Regions from separate parts of the Rattus norvegicus genome. Here region 1 is linked to region 2. Evidence: chromatin contacts called from public Hi-C data. All regions are on one chromosome and are shown on one strand. The core of a region is the stretch at or near the end of the contact, and the rest is flanking DNA. Distances in the headings are between cores, read along the strand shown. Region 1 holds the start of Ttpa (alpha tocopherol transfer protein). Region 2 has its middle 37 kb from the start of Ttpa.

The links. Hi-C and Micro-C count contacts between places; a contact is called where the count stands out from the background.
Region 1: a Hi-C map of liver shows a contact between it and region 2, with 2.8 times the contacts expected there. The contact joins the promoter of Ttpa here to the enhancer-like site in region 2. A contact is called at or near these places in 2 of 12 Hi-C or Micro-C datasets (kidney and liver).

Annotation. Positions count from the first base shown.
Region 1 is chr5:38,293,021-38,295,720 of GRCr8, reverse strand. It overlaps Ttpa (alpha tocopherol transfer protein), which reads right to left and starts at 1,300. Exons shown (of 5, transcript NM_013048.3): 1 at 1,092-1,300. The coding sequence starts at 1,295.
Region 2 is chr5:38,256,477-38,259,197 of GRCr8, reverse strand. No RefSeq gene overlaps it. Among named protein-coding and RNA genes, the nearest start is that of Ttpa, 37 kb to the left of the region's middle. Within about 2 kb of position 1,332, at least 5 of the 93 cell types and tissues checked have an H3K27ac peak or open chromatin away from gene starts, as enhancers often do. A contact at or near this core is called in liver, where this site is marked.

The DNA of each region.
Region 1 (2,700 bases), core at 51-2,550, 37 kb before region 2:
AGAAGACTGCGGATATAAAAAAAGAGAAAAATAGAGAGAAACACTAAATGAAGAGATGAACGGTGAGCATGGCAGCACCGGGTCCCCATTGCTGAATGTAGGGATGGAGGGAGCCTAATAGCACCTGGAAACAATCGCTAAAGCCACAAACACGGAACTGGTTAGATACCCTTCGTGTATTATTTATGTCATGGTTTGATAGCAATTCCATCAACATTCTGTGCAACAAGCAGTTGAGAAAAGCCAAATAAAAAATAAAAAACACAAACGCCTGTTTGCATGAGCAAAAAGCACATGCTTAAAGTAGTAGATGATACCACTCTTCTGGGTACTCACGGTCTAACTAAAGTTTGTGTTGGGAATTTTTCTTTTAGGAAATACTTTTGAACTTTTTACTGTTTTATATTGTTTGTTGTTTTTGCCATACTCGGTGATTATCCAATAAAATTAGTTGCATGAAAGAAGAGCATGTTGGAATTCCACAGCCTAAGTATTTTCCCTTGCAGAAAGGTCTAGATTAGTCCTTCGCTGACCACTGACTAGTTATCCCATGCCAACCAGAGCGCTTGGCACACCTTGTGCTAACATTCCAGGTTAATGTGCAATTTTCGAAACTACTGTCATGTCCTCACAGTTAGTGGACAGATAACAGTGCTGACCCCAAGAGGGACAAAGTCAAGGTCGCATCTCTCTGGCTCCATGGCTCTTTCTCAGTGTGGTGTGAAGACCTGAAACACAAAAGAATCGCCAGTCCTGCCCTGGATTTCAAAGGAACCAAACTGACTGTGCTGTCATTTAGCTCTATTAACATAATCTTTTTCAAGATGCCTTCAGATGTCCATTTTGTCCCCTCCTCTGTCCACTCCTGGAGTTGTCTCCTCAGGTGTGTAACACAGTTGAGCACCCCAGGAGGTCTCCACTTTGTTAATCGCGGGGACTCTAGTAGTCCTGGGGAGGTCCTCCACGGCAGCGGGAACCAGAGCATCGACGGGCGGAATCCCGGGTCTAGGCGCGCTTGCAGCCACACTGCCACGCTCGGTACGCGTGGATCCCAGCCCCGCCGCGGTCTGCCCGCCCGGGTTCACACTTACGCGCCAGGCCAGGTCCAGGTCGAAATCCCGGGCACGCAGGAATCGCAACAAGAAAGCGTCTGTGAGCGGCTGCGGGGTCTCTGGGACGCCCTCCTCCTGCGCCCGGCGCCTCAGTTCGGCCAGGCCCGGCTGGACCAGGGGCGAGTGGTCGGGCTGCTCGTTGAGCTGTTTTCCAACCACTGGCCCCGGCCGCATCTCTGCCATGCCCGCCGCGCTGTCCCGGCGGCAGGGGGAAAAATGTGGGCCCAGAGCCATCCTCCGCCCCCCGCCGTGGCCGCCGCCCCGCGCACACTCACCCGGTGCCGCCCGGATCTCCGGTGTCCCGCTGGTACAACCGCCAAGGAGTCCTCTTAAAGGAACGCACATGGTGCCCTCCGCTGCTCATCAGGGTAGCCGCAGCCAGACCCAGTGAAGGAAAGCCTCTAGTGTTGAACCCAAAGAAGGTGAAGTCACAGTTACTTGGAATGTTTCTAATCAGGCTGCCAGAGAACTTTTCTTTCCCTTTCCTCGTTGCCCTTCCCCCTCTGTTCCGTTTTGGAATCAGGAAACAAGGTAAAGAGGCTTTAAAGGGCTCTTTAATTAGTCTGGGTGTCAGACACTCAGGAACACCCTACCGCACCCCAACCCGATCCCTTCCTTAAGGCTGAGCTCAGGCCAGCTCTAATATTCTAACTAGTTTCCAAAATGCAATTCGAGGAAGCCACCTTCCGCAGTCTCGCTGCTCCTCCCCCCTCCTTGCTTCTCTCCAGGAAAATACTTTCCAGATCTTGGCATCTGGCTCTACTAGAGTCATATATACAAGGAGAGCGGGTAGGGGAGGGCACGTTTTAAACACTAATGATGCTTGTGTTTAGGCTTCACAGTCTCTCAGTCAAGACCCTTAAGTGATGGAATCTGAAGGATGTCAGGTGAAGAAGAGTAGGCAGAGATGACCCAGAAATCTGAACACATGGAGGTATTTTCCCCTTCATTCCCATCCATTAAAATTACCCTACACTTGAACTGCCACCTAGACAGAAGAGGAATTAGTTTTACGGACTCCGTTCTGTCTAGGTGGCAGTTCAAGTGTGCATGTTCACGAAACGCTGATTTCGCGAGTGAAACCAGCCTTAAAGGAACTCAGAGCAAGAATGTCTGACGGAGTGGTTCCTGGGTAGAGACCATGTTCTGATTATTGGTGGGTATTTTCAAAACAAAACTCCTACCTTGGAGACGTTTTCATTTTTGCGTGGTCTGGAGGGAAAAGCAACAGAAATAAATCTACATGGTGTAGGAGAACAATCTGCAAACAACAGGAAACAAGGCAAAGCTGATAGAGAATCCGCTGTGATATGTGAATTTCGGAATCACTAAGAGAGCTGGCCTGGGACGCTTGGGGCTAAGGGGCTGTGAGCTTTGACTTCTATGTTGAGGAGGGAGAAGGAACAGTATTACATAACCAGAATCTAATCAGAAAATTGTTAAAAGTCTCAAATCCTGGGATAAATGTCTAAGGTCCCTTTTAACATATCAAAGTGGACCTGTCCCCGAAGTTGTGCCAGCATCTCTCTGTCCCTCCACCTCCTCATTCCAGGGTATGGCAGGTGTGCTCTACCCTACCCTCTACCCC
Region 2 (2,721 bases), core at 83-2,582:
ATTGGATACAATCTAGTTTAGTTCCCTCACCTCCAAAATTCAAGCCTATAGGATTAAAATACTATAGAGGAATGAATATTGACCAAAGAGATACTATGACACTTTGAACAATATATTTTATCTGTATATTTCCCCAAGTATTTTATATTTAATAAAAATAAATGTTAGGCTGGGCAGTGGTGTTGCACACCTTTAATCCTGGCACTCAAGAGGCAGAGGCAGGAGGCTGATCTCTGAGTTTGAGGCCAGTTTGGTCTACAAAGTGAGTTCCATGACAGTCAGGGCTACAGAAAGAAATCCTGTCTTGAAAAAAAAATAAAAATAAATATTATGTTTTCCTGAAATCCACTTAACTAAGATCTGGAAATTCCTATGTTCAGTGAGGAGTTAAAGAAGTGATTAAATGCATGTTACAACTTGGCAGTATAATTTAGAGAAAGTTGACTTCTCAGTTATTGATCACATAACAAATGAAACATTTAAACGTTGGTGCTGATCATTAACTTATTTTACGAGTGTTTATAAAGTATCATCTCTGTGCTAGGCACTATGCTAGACTGCCTGGAACTTTATTTCGTAATGTCAAACTAAAACACCTTATTTCAGGACTTAAATGACTCTTGTCAGGTACACTCAGTATGCTAAGAAAGAAGGAGTCTAAGTTTGAAGACAGGCTGGGTTATATACTTAGAACCTGTCTGAAAAGCAAGCAAATGAACAACAATAAAATAATGCATAGCTTTTCTCTTACTTGAAAGTCATTTCCTGTCATATTTCAGAAATAGCAAAAGTGTCTCGCACAGTTTTGGGACAAACATGACAGCTGCACTCTGTTGATTCAGCAGTGGCCTTTCATACACTTCCTGGTGTTGTAAATATCCAAAGACCAACTCCGGTATGTGTTTACTCAGCCTTGCCCTTTCAGTTAGTTCTGGAGAACAGTTATGAAAATTGACTTCTGTCCTCTCAGCCAAGTTTAAACAGTCCTCCAAAAAAGCCTGTATGTACATTTATACCTCATAAAATCTTTAAAATGTTTCAAAAATGTCACTGAATATCATTTTATATTCATTTGCCTTTAAGAAGCTTGCAAAAGCTATAACAAAAGAAACACAACAGCATGCCATTTGTAGAACATCCAATTACAGTTGGTCAAAGAGAGATGTCAACAGGTTTGCCTACTAAAGCATTACAAAACCAATACTTTTCATGGAATTAAGTCAACAGAGCTAATCTAAATTGTTTGGTAATGTGAATCCAAGTGCTCCAACAAGGGTGTGCAGTGAACCCAGAGGCTTGCCCAGGGGAGGTAATCATACCTGAATAGAGAGGTCTGTGTTCACAGAAGCTCATTGCCCAGCTCACTAAGTATTTAAAGGTCACTTAAAGCCTGTGGGAACCTCTTAGAGAGTATGTCAAGAACCACCTTCCTGCTATAGTTGGCCAAGCTGTGTCAACATGAGTAGTATAGGTCTGTGGCTCTGGAGAAAGCCCAGTGTGGAATATCTGTCTCTTCAGGGAACTACCGCAAAATAGCTGAGGCCAGCAGTAGGATGTGCTGCAGCAATTACAGCAATAAGTACAATCTCCCTTGATTGGCCAAGGGAGGTCACACACAGCTGCCATCTCCAGGGAATACTTTAGGGTGGGAGGAGCTTTTCCAGGACTTAAAATTTTAAGTGGTATCCAATACAAGTTGGATTTCCAAACAAGGAAATCTAGAGCTATAAGACATTAATATGAATATGAATTGATAAGAATACGATAAACTTTGTGCATGTAGCTGGCAATCTATCATGGTTATAATAGTTTTTTTTATTCAACTATTTTATTCATCAAACATAATGAGTACCTTTGTAAGGTGTCAGAAATTGGACCAGAATATGGGGTCATGAGTATTGGTTTCTATTAGGTTATTATGGGGCATAAGTCTTAACAATCATTTTAAATTTAAACAATTTTTAAAAAGTATTCAAACTAACAGAAATCTTAGCAATTTCCATTGTTAGTTTTGAAAAACTGTAAATTGAATATTATGTAATCAAGTTTAGATAGAGTTTATTATCCCTATCAATGAACTCATACAATAAAATCTTTATACTTTAGAGAATCCAAGAATGCAAATTTATTCTCTAAACTATTGATGCTTTTATAAACTGTTTTTAAAAAGACAGTCTCATGAACATGTGATCACAGTTTCAAGTTACTATTCGTGAATATGATTCTGATCATTGCCAAATGGTCATCAATATGATAAATGATGCTTGAGTTTTGTTTTGTTTTTCTTGTTTTGGGATTTTTGTTGGTGGTGGTGGTTTTGATTTGATTTGATTTGATTTGTTGTTGTGGTTGCTTTGGTTTGCTTTGGCTTTGAGGACTGGGCAGCACTTCAGGATTAGTAACTTCAGAAAGTACATAACACTTATGTATCTGAGACAAAGGAGTCATCAGATACCAAAACTGTGGACTAAGTGTCCCTAGGATGTTGCTATGATGACAGAAGTCCTTTAGATGATACTGAAGCGACCGAAAGACCAAGGAGTTCTCACAATGTGCCTCAGGGATTCTGGAAAGGAGACAACAGGTGCTTGTACTCTCCAGATACTCTGAGTGGTGTTGTTAGCAGTGAAATTGGTAAAGATGGTTTTAAAAGCACTCCTCTGGGCTAGTGTAATCATATGTGTCTGTGATCTCAATACAAAGGCAGAAGGGTCAGAAACT